Linked DNA regions of Mus musculus: regions 1, 2 and 4 are each linked to region 3. The links are chromatin contacts, called in public Hi-C and HiChIP or PLAC-seq maps. All regions are on one chromosome and are shown on one strand. Each heading gives the region's core, a stretch centred on a gene start, on an enhancer-like site or on the middle of the called end of the contact. The rest is flanking DNA. Distances are from core to core; before and after follow the strand shown. Region 1 overlaps Gm38991 (a long non-coding RNA gene). Region 2 has its middle 20 kb from the start of Gm36340. Region 3 holds the start of Tshz3 (teashirt zinc finger family member 3). Region 4 overlaps Gm36340 (a long non-coding RNA gene).

Evidence for each region. Hi-C and Micro-C count contacts between places; a contact is called where the count stands out from the background. HiChIP or PLAC-seq counts read pairs in DNA pulled down with a chosen protein or histone mark.
Region 1: a contact with region 3 is called in an H3K4me3 HiChIP or PLAC-seq map of neural tube, with 5 times the contacts expected there. The contact joins the enhancer-like site here to the promoter of Tshz3 in region 3. A contact is called at or near these places in 1 of 39 promoter capture datasets (cranial neural crest), 4 of 484 Hi-C or Micro-C datasets (beige adipocytes, muscle stem cells, myocytes and 1 more) and 12 of 115 datasets of contacts at active chromatin or transcription factors (craniofacial prominence, differentiating embryonic stem cells, embryonic basal ganglia and 9 more).
Region 2: a contact with region 3 is called in an H3K4me3 HiChIP or PLAC-seq map of embryonic forebrain, with 6 times the contacts expected there. The contact joins the enhancer-like site here to the promoter of Tshz3 in region 3. A contact is called at or near these places in 3 of 39 promoter capture datasets (the C10 cell line, frontonasal cranial neural crest and liver), 4 of 484 Hi-C or Micro-C datasets (muscle stem cells and uterus), 11 of 115 datasets of contacts at active chromatin or transcription factors (SST interneurons, astrocytes, craniofacial prominence and 8 more) and 2 of 9 other capture datasets (embryonic tail and embryonic trunk).
Region 4: a Hi-C map of uterus shows a contact between it and region 3, with 3 times the contacts expected there. The contact joins the enhancer-like site here to the promoter of Tshz3 in region 3. A contact is called at or near these places in 8 of 39 promoter capture datasets (the 3T3-L1 cell line, the C10 cell line, cranial neural crest and 4 more), 6 of 484 Hi-C or Micro-C datasets (muscle stem cells, nephron progenitors and uterus) and 8 of 115 datasets of contacts at active chromatin or transcription factors (craniofacial prominence, differentiating embryonic stem cells, embryonic basal ganglia and 5 more).

The regions. Positions count from the first base shown.
Region 1 is chr7:36,093,812-36,097,352 of GRCm38.p6, reverse strand. Gm38991 (a long non-coding RNA gene) reads right to left here. Exons shown (of 6, transcript XR_881969.1): 5 at 1-1,496. Among named protein-coding and RNA genes, the nearest start is that of Gm38991, 19 kb to the right of the region's middle. Within about 2 kb of position 1,987, at least 48 of the 459 cell types and tissues checked have an H3K27ac peak or open chromatin away from gene starts, as enhancers often do. A contact at or near this core is called in embryonic limb bud, muscle stem cells, myocytes and 2 more, where this site is marked.
Region 2 is chr7:36,132,333-36,135,503 of GRCm38.p6, reverse strand. No RefSeq gene overlaps it. Among named protein-coding and RNA genes, the nearest start is that of Gm36340, 20 kb to the left of the region's middle. Within about 2 kb of position 1,468, at least 31 of the 459 cell types and tissues checked have an H3K27ac peak or open chromatin away from gene starts, as enhancers often do. A contact at or near this core is called in embryonic basal ganglia, embryonic forebrain and uterus, where this site is marked.
Region 3 is chr7:36,696,382-36,699,581 of GRCm38.p6, reverse strand. Tshz3 (teashirt zinc finger family member 3) reads right to left here and starts at 1,464. Exons shown (of 2, transcript NM_172298.3): 1 at 1,293-1,464. The coding sequence starts at 1,332. Gm36722 (zinc finger X-linked protein ZXDB-like) reads left to right here and starts at 1,360. Exons shown (of 3, transcript XM_030243157.1): 1 at 1,360-3,200. The coding sequence starts at 1,472. The coding sequence ends at 2,719.
Region 4 is chr7:36,155,155-36,158,788 of GRCm38.p6, reverse strand. Gm36340 (a long non-coding RNA gene) reads right to left here. Exons shown (of 3, transcript XR_881971.2): 2 at 2,143-2,248; 3 at 776-1,552. Among named protein-coding and RNA genes, the nearest start is that of Gm36340, 3.2 kb to the right of the region's middle. Within about 2 kb of position 1,263, at least 8 of the 459 cell types and tissues checked have an H3K27ac peak or open chromatin away from gene starts, as enhancers often do. A contact at or near this core is called in uterus, where this site is marked.

The sequences.
Region 1 (3,541 bases), core at 738-3,237, 600 kb after region 3:
TTATAGCCCAGAGCAGACTCCAACAGTGGCACATGGGGGTTGGTGGGTAAGTACAAAAGCAATGCATTCCTCGGGTAGAATGATTCGCCCTGGTCTACCCTGCCCCCAAGAGTCCTCAGCTGTCCAAGAAAGAGCTGTCCATCAATTTCTTTCTCTTCCCAAGCTAGATGAAAACTAGATCCTAATGACTGCCTGGCTTAGTCAGGCTTTGGGCTCTCTAGTAAAATAGGACCAATGTAAAATACACTCTCAATACATGTCTACGGAATATTCAGCCTCAAATGGGACATCTATATCACACACACATGGCGGGGGGCATATATTGTGCTCACACAGGAATCATTGCAGAAGAGAAGATGAAAAGATGGTAGAAAGCCAGAGGTCTGGGAGGACACTGCAAAACAGAGTGGACTGCTACACCCCTGAACTCACAGAGCCCGTGATTGCCTTCGAAAGACCCACATGAGGTCATGACCAAGCCAGCCAATATTCTAGCGTGAATCAGAATGGGCTCAGGATCCTCCACTCCCAGCTTGGGAGCTGGTGAGAGTTGATGGCTCCTGGATCATAACTCCAGGAAATAACTCTACACTCTGCTACTGCAATGGGGTTTGCTTCTGGGGAGCCCTTGCCTAAAGACATTGCAATTTTGAAAATAAATGCAAAGATGTAAATTGTCAGTCTTTTCTCAAAAGCCCAATGGCCCACGAAATAGGTTGGCCCACAGTTTGGGGTTGGCTCTAGCACAGGTGCTAGAGTTTAAGGCCTGGCACTTGACCTCTTGGACACTGTTAGCACAGATGTTCGCAGAGACATCCATCATTCAGAAAGACTTCAACTTTCCTACAAGTGACACAGATACCGGAGTCATCTTGTCACAGAGGTCACTCTCCATTCCTTCCAGAACCTCACCCTGCCTCCTAAAAGGCCAGTCACACCTTGCATGGATAGACTTCTCTGAGCCGCATCCTGAGGCCAAAAGCAGCTGTGATTCCATTTCAAAATGGCCCCTTTATCCAAGGCCCGAGATGAGGTTCATGAACAGAAAACACATCTGTTGACATTCTTAAAAACATACAATCATATTCCACATAGCAAGACAGGACTGGGTGACTCATTGAAGTCATAAAGACTGCAAATCGCAGCGTTGGTGTCTTTGAGTAGAAGTTACCAGAAGATCTGCATTTGATTGTCTCAAAAACCGTAGGCAGTCATTTGACGTGTCGTGAGATCCGAATCGGCTAAGGTTGAAGATGATCCTCTTCGTGTTTCATTAGCAGATATCAGGTTAATAAAAAGTTTAAAAGTTGACTGCTATCCCCCCACTACTCCCGAGATTTATGAGACCTCCTCTGTGGGGCCGCACTGGGAATGGCAGCCGACACTCTTATTTCTTCAGAGCACACTCTGTCATCTCCCTCTGTGGTCCCCAAAGTCTGCCAATTAAAGACCTCCGAGATGACATTCCACTGCTGAAGTTATGCACACATAAATCACTGTAATAAGAGAAGATTGTTATGTTAACCTCCGCCTCACAACCCTTCTCTTTTTGTGAGAAATATGCAAAACATTCATTTGTCTGGCACCAAAGAAGCAATTTCCCAGCAGATGCCTGGGAGGCCCATGGGATGTTACCCCTTCCTGTGGTTACGTAGGCGGTGCCTGGTGCACCAGCAGGCATTACTCAACTCCAAACACAGAGCAATGAGGCCATAAACCAGGCGGCATTACGTCAGCGACAGGATGCTCTGAAATAAATGGGGAGCTGCTTCGATCTAGAGGAACATTTTTCCATGTTTAACCAAGCAAAACTGGAGTCACTACTGAGCACACAGCTTCAAAGGTCAACGCATAAGGAGACCAGTTCTGGAGAGGGGGGACAAGTGCTTTGTTCGGTCACGGAAGCAAGCCCCAAGGAAGCTCGAGTTTCACTGTCAGAGTGTGTGGCCAGTGTGCAGTGAGTGTGACTTAAAAGATTATCTACTGGGTGTTAGAGAGACTGGGGTTGGGGAGGGGTGAGGCCCTGGGAGCTGGGAACTATAACAGCTGCGGCTGGAAACTCAAGGTGGTTGCTTCCTGTGAGGTCTTTGCACACCACCGTGGGCTGGGTTCAGAATCCCTTAGAGCAGTGGTTTTCAATCTATGGGTCTTGACACCTTTAGAGGTCGAAAGACCCATATATAGGGGTCCCATGCCATATGTCCTACATATTGGGTATTTATACTGTGATTCATAAGTGTAGCAAAATCACTGTTATGAAATAGCAAAGAACATAATTGTATAGTTGAGGGGGTCACCACAAGAGAAGGAACTGTATTAAAGGATCACACCATTGAGAAAGTTGAGAACCACTGCCCTAGCGATTTGACCATAACCACAAAAAGAAAGAAAACAGAAAGATAATTCTTCAACAACAGAACAAATATTAATAATGCCCTAATTACTTATATCTACATGTTCACTTTAGGAATCCATATTAATTGAAAGATGGGGGAATGGAAAGTCTAGTCATGAACTAAACTATACTTCCTCTCTACCCAACCATCCAAGATTAGCTAACCCAAGGCCATGATGCCTCAACTAATGAGTAGGGGTAACCTGCCATTCATATGTGATTCACTAGTTTTCTTCGGATGTCCAAGAGAACCCACTATTTTGGTTAAAAGACCTTGTATCAGTTATTTCTTTGTCACTGTGAACAAATACCTGAGAGACACAATAGAAAGGGAAAAAAACATTTTAACTTGTAGTTACAGACAGATTTTAGGTCAATGTGTTGGAGAAGGCAGAGAGGTAGACCAGAAAGCCGAAACTATAGATGAAAAATTGAAGTATGTATGGCTATCAGGGGCCTAGTCTACTGTCCTACTTCCACCAGCTACATCCCACCTCAGAAAGGCTCCACAGCCTTCAGAACAACATGACCAATCAGAGACTGGGTATTCAAAACATAAACTTGAGGGGTACATTTCAGACTTAAACCATACGAGACACCCTAAAGGCCTAATGTTCAAACCAAGTACATGCATCTTTGTAAGGCAAGCCAGACACTGAAAAATCAGACAGAACAAAATCCTTGGTGCTGGGTGTTCGCTCTCAAATCAGGTTGATCTAAAGGAATAAAATAGTTCTAGAAAGAAAATTATCTGTGCCCCCCCCCACCATGTTTTGAAGGACTTGGTGGGGTAGCGATAGAATACGCATTCTATAATTCTTTATTGTAGTCAGACAGAAACCTCAATCTCATTCATCCCAGAATACTCCTTGCTTTGGGGCTGGTAGTATATGTGATAATGAGGCTATTAAAAATGTCTGATTGCAGCCCGGCGTGGTGGCGGCAGAGGCAGGCAGATTTCTGAGTTTGAGGCCAGCCTGGTCTACAAAGTGAGATCCAGGATAGCCAGGGCTATACAGAGAAGCCCTGTCTGAAAAAAAAAAAAGTGATTTCATACACCTGATTCTGCCTAATTCTCTCCACATGTCATTCCTCAAATCTCTTTTCTTGCTTTGACTCCCTTTCAAAACATGAAAGCGTAACTCA
Region 2 (3,171 bases), core at 219-2,718, 560 kb after region 3:
GTTTTATAGACACTCTTGCTCCTTGTTTTGGGGTTCCTTGAACCCTTGCAATGGCTCTGCTTGCTTTGAAATCCTTTTGGTCCACAGCTAAGCCAGGCCAAGTTGACCCTCCCTTCAGGTCTGCCTCTGAGGCATCCCAACCCACCCTCCCCACGAACAGGGGCAGCTGGGCACTACTAGATCCCAGAAGAGCCTTCTAGGATGGCCTGGCCTTCTCCAGGGGACCCCCAGGGTCCTCATCCATGCCATCCTGGTCTCTGTAACAACCCAAACTCCTGCCTGTTCTCGGCTGTGACAAGCAGGGAAGTTGGGTGAAGGAGAGAGAATCCGGGCTTTGGGGAAATTTGCTGAGATGCCGCCTGGGGATCCCGTGAGCAGCCAGTTTTACGTGCTCAGGACTTTCTGGAGCATTTAGCTATTTTAGCCGCAAATAAAGAAAGCTTTGGCATCGGTCAGGAGGCAGCCATCACAGAGGTGGGAGACTAGCGTTCGAATTGCACGTTTGCAGAGCCTTTCTTCGAAGTATTACATACATCATTTCCTGGTGCAGAGGAACACTGAGCTCAAAAAAATAAATAAATAAATAAAAAAGAGATCAAAAATTATAAAAATTTTCTGACCTAGACAGAACTAAAAGCTGAATGCAAACCCAGAAAACACTAAAATGAATTTCCTCACAAGATTTCTGTACACACCCAGCGTCAGCTTATCCCAAGTGTATACAGTGCAACACGATACCAGCAGGCAAGCACTCTAGTTAATGTCCTAAACCCAGTCACACAAAACATTCCTGCCAGATAACTGCATCTCACTCCTCTTATAGAAGAGTATTCTTAAATTAGGTTGGTGTGAATGTGTTTGTATATTTATTATTAAAATACTTACTGTTCTGCCTTTTGAAGTCGATGGACAAATGATTTAGGAGTGGAAATAGACGAGAAACAAAATTAATGCAAATAATGTGTTGATTTTTTTTTTTAGCTTGATTAGCCAAGCCAATGGAAAATTCTAGAAAACGTATACAATTATTTTAACTGTCACAGGCTGGCAATTGTAATTGACATGATTTGTACGAGATGCAGTGTAATAACTGAATATATTAAAAAAAAATCTCATGCCTTGATTACCAGGAGAACATTACTAGTGCCAGGATATTATTAACAGCACAATTATTGTGGCATCCTTAGGATACGCTGTTAGCACTTCAATGCATTAGTGAACCTTTGCTAACGAAGAAAAAATTAAAGTACAGCAAATTTCAAAGCACCAGTTGTACCCAATATCATTAAAAATTTATAAAACTTCCTCTGAACATGACAAGTGTTTGGTTTAAATGAAGATCAGCCACAAGGAGAGAGCAGAAATCCTGATACTCTTTGTCTCCGTCCTCACCCTCCCTCTCTCCCTCTCCCGGTTCTCCCAGACCTCCCCAGCCGGCACCACCTCAATCCAGCTGAAATATGTAACCATTACAGAGTGACAGCTTGACACACAATGACCCGTCAGAACATTCATCTCACAATGTTTTATTTTAGTGAGGAGCCAAACTGCAGAAAAAAAAGTAAGCAAGTTGTTTCAAGGCTTGGAAGGAGATCAAACATTTCTGGCATGCCCACTTACCAGACCTTTGATTTACAATGGACTTGTCAGAGCCCGATTAGACAGTGTGTGCTTAAAAACCTACAGAGGCTTCTCAATTGCCCCAGCACACCACCATCTCCCCCATGGAGAGCGCCCCTTTGTTCCCAGGTCCCGCAAATGCTGGCTACAGCATGGAAGCATGCACCCTTGCAAGGGAGCCAGGGAATAAACCCAACCCAGTTAAGCGGCTGCAATGAAATCTCTTTTGCCAAGGAAGGGGTGAGGGGTGAGGGAGAGGAGAGAGAGGGGCCCATGCAAGATGAGTTCTACCCACCCGTTTCTGTCTTTACCTCTTCCCTCCAAATCAAAAGTTATCATCTTTCCCAGGAAAGCCATACTGAGTGATTGCTACCATTGGTGGGGCGAGCTTTCACAACTTTATTCAAATGGAAACAGCTTTATTTAAAAAAAAAAAAGAAAGAAAGAAAGAAAAAAAAGAAAAGAAAAAAAAAGAATTGGACCAAAAGTGCAGGTGTTTAAAATATGTTCACGGTATTACGATTTTTGCTAGTAATTACAACTAGGAAATAGCTGGAAATATATTGTTTCAATTTGTATGGAGAACAATTGCAGAGCCTGCGCACTCCGCATGATCTGTGCCTGGCTGGCATCGGAATGTGTAATTCCTTAACCCTATATGGAGGCCCAGGCCTCGCCGGGGCAAATTATGAATCCATGTGTTTGGAGGGCCAGAGTAGTAAATTCAGTTTCTTGTGTATCCATTACAATGCGATCCGACATGTGTGATTTATGGAATATTAAGTTAATACAGTATTATGAAATTAGCTTAATGCACTAAAGCTGTAATTTTAAAGTGAAAAACAATACAACGGGGCGTAAACAATATCAACATTAGCATTTCATGAAAGCTGAAACCAATTCACTCAAAATGTGTCTGGAGAGTCACAGATTTACCTCTTCTGCCAGGGACCAAGGCTCATAGGACTTTGAGACCTCAGGACCACATCTCTAGAGGCCAACCCCCTCTCCCTCTAACTGAACTTGGCTAGGGCAGCCATGGGTATTAACCAGGGCAGCTGCCCCTCAGGGAATCTGCCAGGACTGTGCAGGCCAAGGAGGAAGGGCCTCCTGCTCCTAAACACATACACACACACACACTCACACACACACACACACACACACACACACACACACACCTCCTAAGCAGAGCCCAGGGAGAGACAGCTGGGACACCAGATGCAACTGAGGGTACTTGAAGTCCCCAGCTCGGAATGAATGACACTCTAAGGTCAGGCAAATCTTGTTGAGTCCAGACAAAAAACAAATCTAGTCAAGTTGTTCTCAGATCCTTTGAGAAAAAAAATCTTAACCGGTATCAGGCAGAGACTTGTGACATGACAACGTAGCAAAATGGTCGGTTCTATGACGTTCGGCCCCCACAGTCCACATGCCCAGCATGCCTCCTGCAGACCAGCCCAAGATTCACAGGAGAGCTGAACGGCAGAGTAGTGGGCTGGCAATCATAGTGGAGGGTGTTGGTGTTAATCAAACGCAGGGTCTTCCTGTCCC
Region 3 (3,200 bases), core at 215-2,714:
AGTGCAGCTGAGGTGGGAGCCCCGCTGGTCTGATGGCAATCACCAGCAGCAGCAGCCTGCATAGCACCATCACTAGCCTGTATCCCACCAGCACGTGGAACATTACCTCGGTGACCCTTCTTCGCTCAGCCCTCCCCTCTTTTATCAAAAGAGAAGTGAGAAGAAAGAAGATTAAAGAAAAGGACTCCTAAGCAACCTTCCCCTTCAGGCAGCGTCTGAGCCTCTGCACGTCTGAGTGTTATTCATATCAAAATACATCACGTCCATATGTGGTCCTCTCTCGGCAAGCCGCCCCAAATCCCTGAAGTTGCACTGACAGGGCCCTCCTGACGTCACGGAGCTTGGCCTCACTATTGCAAGTGATTTATTGATGTTTATTGGGAATGAATAGATCAAAGGCACAGGCATGACGGGCGATCAATCAGTCATCAAATCAAGGGTGGCAACCGGCCAGAAACCCTTCTTCCAGCCAACGTGCCCCCAACCGACATTATTGCAAAATAATGTTATGTGTGTGGGTTTTGTTTTGTTTTCAATGAATCTCTTTTCCAGAAGGAAAAAAAAAAAAAAATCAGCTCAGTCCTAACAGGAGTTGACGTTCCTGGCAGAAAAAGAGAGGGAGGGGGGAGTACTCAGATATGTCCCAGAACTAAGTGCTAGAAAAGGGTAGGGAGCAGCAGCGGAAAGAGAGGGAGGGGGTAAGAAGACATTCAGGAATGGAGGAAATGTCAGCATCCAACACTGACCTGACAGTCATCTGACAATACCCAGACCCAGTGCGCTCTGGTTTCCACCGCTGTACCGGGTTTGGGCCCAATAAATGAAGAATCAATCGAATTAGCAGTAAGGTGGCCAGAGGGATCCGCTAGCTCACTCTTGCTCGCTCTGGTCCCGGTAGTCACCGGGTACTGCCCGGGACAACGCGGAAGATGTCCCAGAGAACTCAGGTGACCCCGCCCGCCCCCCACCAAAAGGCACGGGTTGGAGAGCGCCTTCCCCGCTGCAGCCGGATCGGCAGAGGCGGGGACCTAAGCCGGCTCGGTGGTCCCCAGGAGGGTGTGCGAGCCGGTCGAGCGAAGAACATAGCGGGGCAACTGGGGGGCGCGCGCACCCGGGCAGGAGAGCCCCGAGCCAGCCGGGCTCCCGGAGTTACTCAGCGCCCGCAGAGACAGACAGAAAATGAGAGAGAGGCGAGGAGTGCGGCGAGCAACGCGGGGGCCGGCGGCCCAGAGGCGCGGCGCGAGCAGAGGAAGAGGAGGAGGACCGGAGGAGGAAGGGGAAGCCGCTCGTACCTGCTGCGCGCCGGGGCGCCTGCTGCTTCCTCCTCGGCATGATGCTTCTCCCGCGACTGCCACCGCCGCCGCCGCCGCCGCCGCCGCTGCCGGGCTGAGCCGAGGGAGGGAGGGGCGGCGGGGGGGGGGCGAGGCGGGCCTGCTCGCAGCCTCCCCCCCGGAGAGCGGCCGCCCGCAGGATGCTGCTGCGCCCCGGCTCTCCGCGTCCCCCCCTCGCTGCGCTCCGCCGCGATCCCCGAACGTGCGGAGGGAAGGAGGGCGGGCAAGGGAGGCGCGGGGAAGGAGGAGCGCGAGGGGGAGGAGGAGGCAGAGGAGGAGGAGGAGGAGGAGGAGGACCGCGCTGCCGGCGGAATGGGAAGTTTGACAAATCGCTCCAGAGGCCCGAGGAGGAGGGGGCGGGGAGGAGCGGTCGCCCTGCCCCCCCCCCGCCCCGTCCCCAGACGAGGTGCGCGGGGTTCGGGGCTGGGGGGCGGGGAGTGAAGGAGGAGAAGGCGGGCAGAGAGATGAGAGGAGGAGCCCAGGAGCGACCCCGGTCGGTCCTGCCCCGCTTCCCGCCCCCAGGCAGGGAGGTCAAGGCATGGGGGGGGGGGGGGTGGAGGGGGGGCGCAGCCGCCGCCGCCGCGGCCCGGGGCTCAGCGGTCCAGTCTTCTGCCCACGGCGCGGCTGGAGCGGCGGCGTCGGCAACAGGCAAGCTTAAAGGAAAAGGAGATGATCGTGTCACTCGCCTGCCCGCGGAGGCGCCCCCAGCCTGGGTCCTGGCCCGGACGCCTGCCCAGGGCCCCCCGCCCAAGTCCAGACACCCGGAGCTGGCCCTCCGTCTCCGCCCCGAGCGCTCTCGCAAAGGCGCGGGGTCCGCCCTGCGGAGCGCGTCCCGGGGCGCCCACAGCCCCCGCCCATCCCTCTTCCCCACCCGGTCTCAACCCCGGGCTGCTCCCGGCTGCCCCTCCCGGCCCACACTCCTCTCCACCCGCCGCGTGCAGCCCCAGAGCGCTCCCCTAGTTGGGATGGTACCCCTATCAAAGATGCCAGGGCCCCGGGGGTGCCCTGGAGAGAAGATGTGCGGGCTGACATGGGTGTGGGCTCTGGGTCTTCCCTCCTGGGACCTACAGTGGCTACCTCCTTCCGTTCCCCCACCCCACCCCCGCCACAAACTTTCCCAGGCTTGTTTCGGGGGTAAGCATGGGAGGGGGCACCTCCAAGTTTCCTTTACTGACTTTGGGACGATCACCGTCTCAGCACCCCGCGTCTCGCCCCCTTGGGCTACTGGCCGCGCCCCCCACCCACTGCGTCGGAGGTTGCCAAGGCGGGAACGGGGGAGGGAGAAGAAACTCGGGTTCCCCTGCCCATCCCCCGCCGGGGTGCGCCCTGGACAGGGTACTGCCCCAGCCGCTCCCAGCTTAGGGGCAGTTCTGGACGAAGGGGATTGATTATTGATTGAGTGATTGGGGTCGCAGAGGCTCCGGGCAGACTCGGCCGATGTGCCCCGGGAAGGAGGCGGCTGGAAGGCTGCGGTGGCGACAGGGCGACGTGGGCTCACTTACTCTGGTGGTGAGGGCGCGGGTGGGCTGGAATTCACGCGGGCGACCCTCGAGCGGTGGCGGCTGAGCGCCAGCCAGAGCTTGAGAGGCGCGGGCGGCGGCGCATCGATGCGCTGCGGGCTCGATTGCGTCTCCCTGGGCCAGCTCTTAGGCCGGGAATGGGGCGGCCGCGGCGCAGCGGGCTCTGGGCGGCGGTGGCTGGGGTGGCCTCTGGGCCCCCAGCTCCCGGGAGCAGCACTATATCTGGGTGCTCCGGCTGGGACCCTGAAACCCACGTGAGCCCCGAGGCCCACAGTCTACCCGAGGGCCGGCACCCTGCGCCCCAGGACTAGCTGCCTGAGCGCACTGGGAGCTGCAAACCCTGGCCTTC
Region 4 (3,634 bases), core at 14-2,513, 540 kb after region 3:
TTGCTTATTTGAGACAGGGTTTGCTACATAGCCCTGGCTGACCTTGAACCCTCAGCATTGGATTACAGGAAGGCATCACCACACCCAACTCACAAGGGAGTTTGCTAAAGAGATGGCTTAGTCCCTGACTAAAATGTCTGCTGAGTGATGTGAAGACAGGAGTTCAGGGCCTAGCACCTGTGCACCAAGCCGGATGCGCACATCCACCACCTCAGCACAGGGAGGCAGGGAGAGAGGTTCCCAGGGTCTCTCTGGCCAATCGGGATAGTCCGTAGGTGAGCTCTATGTTCAGTGAGGGATGCTGTCTCAGAAAATCAAGTGGAGTGGCAAGGAGACACGTGGCTTCTACACACCCACACATGGGTGTACCCCTCACGTGTGCACATAGCACACACACACACACACACACACACACACACACACACACTAAAACATATGTACAAAATTTAAAACATGAAACAATATATTTTTAGTGCATTAAAATCAGGGTAACAAACAATGGGAAACACGTTTTATGGCATGTTGTGGCATCTAGGCAACCTGCAGGTGTCTGCTGGACTGTGTGCCTGCAGGCTGGGGATAAATTCCAGTCACAGATACGGAGCCCTAACCACCACCTACCAAGACCCTGGGAACCAGCAGCTGGTACCAGTTGCTGCATGTGAGAACCACCTGGCTAGCTTCCTCCACAGGCTTTGCTGGGTTTCTTAATTCTTCCTCCTCCTCCTCCTCCTCCTCTTCCTCCTCTTCTTCCTCCTCCTCTTTCTCCTCTTCTTCCTCTGCCTCCTCTTCTTCCTCTTCCTCTTCTTCCTCATCTTCTGCTTCCTCCTCCTCCTCCAAAAAGGGAACCTCTAGGATGAGTATTTAAGGCCCGCACATTCTATCCAACACACCCCACTGCTTAGAAAGAGACACTACGGCTCCAGAGATCAGAGAAAATAACCAGAGGGCCGCATGAGTGGCTCCCGGCATGAGTCAACGTGGATGTTCTCTCCTTCCCTTCTGAGCACAAAGGGTGCTTAAAACTTTAATGAATTGAACTCTATGAGTAAGGCATGTTAATCATTTTAATTACCCAGCAGCTTGAAATCAGATATAACAGTCCAATAATGTATCTTTAAACGAACACAACCCTGCCCTATAAAAAATCCCTTCCAAAGCCATTGTAATAATTTCTATTTATCTTTGCTGACGTTAACTGTTATCCGGCCCAGCCGGCCGACAGACAGCCTTTGCTGTGCCTTCTGCTCTGAACGCAACGTCGTCTACTTTTTCAGTATCATTAGCGTCCCCCTGGTGGGCAGGGAGCAAGGCGGTGGCAGTGGTCACACTTCAATGCTTTATCTCATATGACAAAGAGAGATGATGCGCTTCCATCCGGGCCAGCCTGGCAAAGGGGAAGGTGGCCGCAGAGAACTCCCTCTGCTGCCGCAGAATCACCAAAGGGCCTCGGCATGTGACTGGCTAACAGCGTGAAGGGGCAGACAAATAGATTTCCCTCTGTATTTATAGCCGGCATCATTCTTCCTTTCAGGGCGTTCAGTACAGGTAGCTGTTTTATATGAAATGAACAATCTTTATAGACATACCAGAGCCATAACAAGCCTGATTTTCAACGAAGCTGAGGTGTATAACTCTTACCGAATTGTCAGGCCACTTGCTCAACAAATCAAGCCTAACTTATGATGTTTGCGGTGTAATTTTTATTCCTGTTTGACTAGCCAACTACCCCGTGGTAATAGGATGTTAGGAAAGGGCAGTGGCGATGTTTGTGTATGCTGTGATTGATGGACCGACTCGGCATTTTTCATTTATATCTCCGGATTCCAAATCAGTTAAGTTGAGGAAAAATGAAACAAAGTGGCAAGAAAAATGTTTGCAGATTGCAGCCCCGGCGCTCCCGGAGATCTGAGTTCAGCCCACATCTGCCGGGATTGTCTGGAAACATTAAGATATCTAAATGAAAATCAATACGCTATGTGCCAGGCGTTTGCTACCAGGAACAAGCATCCAGAGACCTGAGCTAATCAGACTTCCAGTGTGAGCCTCGGCACAGGCTGAACCCCAGGGGTGTCCTAATTGCTCAAACTAATCATAGGAGAGTTAAATTTATAACCAAGAAAGACATTTTGTTTTTCTTACCAGTCATCGTTTGGAAGCGGAACGGCTCACCTGTGAGGTGGGTGGCAGGTGTACTGGGGGGAACCCCTTGGAGCAGTTGAGGGGGACACGGAGAGCAGGGGCTCACCTGTCAGAGGAGATGGGAGACAGATTTACAGACAGCTATGAAATCAGTGAAGCTTGAAGAAGGGCAGGGTGGGAGAGGGCCTGCCTCCGTTCCCTTAGAACCTGAAAACCTGTTCTCTTAGACTGGCCACTTCACCTCCATGTTCTGAATGAGGAAAGCCCACGCGCCCCACAGCCTTTGATTTCCCCCTCCTGGTTTTCATTTTAAGGAACCAGCCCAGAAAAGCAAATTGCATCTGTGTTGTTAAAAATATATGGATCTGTTTTGTTTTTTTCCCCCCTGAGTTCCACTCCAAGCTTTTATCCCTTGGAGCCTCAAAGAAGCTAATGTCGCTTGGTGACACGCGTCTCCCTAATATACTGTTCAAACAAGTCACTGATATTATTCACACTCCCATAAGCTACAGAGTCACACACATGCTATTGAAAGAGACCAACCTATAATGCTGAAACCATAATGTATCAGGGGACTGGATTCCTAATATTTGTATTCTAGATGCCAAGTGTGGGCATATTTTGTACTATTTTCAACAAATTACACCAAAATATGCAAAATGTTTATGAGGCTCCATCTTCTATTTTTGGCTCTGGTATATTTGCAACTTAATAGTCCTTCAGAGAGTTGCTTGTCTCCTCAGGAGAAATGAGAGAGAGAGAGAGAGAGAGAGAGAGAGAGAGAGAGAGAAGGGAATATGGTTTGTTCAAGCAACAAGTCTCGTTCAGCAGATTTGTTTTTTTATGTAGGGAACTGAGCCAGGCATCCCATGGGACTTCCTGCTTCAACAAGAAATTTAATAATATTATTTGGATTCTTTTGTGCCCTGGAATTTCAGATGTATTTTTAATGCATATATCTTAAAACAAAACAACCATTGTCTAAGTGCTTTCTTAGACAGCATGACTCTGGAAGCCTCCTAAGGTTGTTGATCAAGGCAAGAGCAGCCCTCACCTTCTGTGGCTTCGTGAGGAGGCTACAGCCCTTGTTTGCAGAGGGCTTGTCAGTTCTCATCTTGGGAAAGGAGTCCCAGGTCTCTGACATGTGCACAGGGACAGCTTCTCTTGTTCTGTGGCACCATGCCTTGGCTCTGTGTTCACACACACCGTTACCCAGGAGGACACCTCTGGGATCTCTTCTCCATCCCAGTGACATCACCATCACTGTGTAGAATGATGGCTACGTTCCCTAGCAGAGTCCAGGATGAGGCCATTCAGCTGACTCTGGGTCCATAAGATAAACAAATGTGAGCATGCAGCTCAGCGGCGGTGGTGCTAGCAGTGGCCCTAGGTTCATCCTGCAGAGCCACATAGCATTTCTGCTCCTGGACAATAGGGTAACATCAAAACCAGCTTGCTCTTTGGGAATGCCGTTAGATGTGCACACGCACTT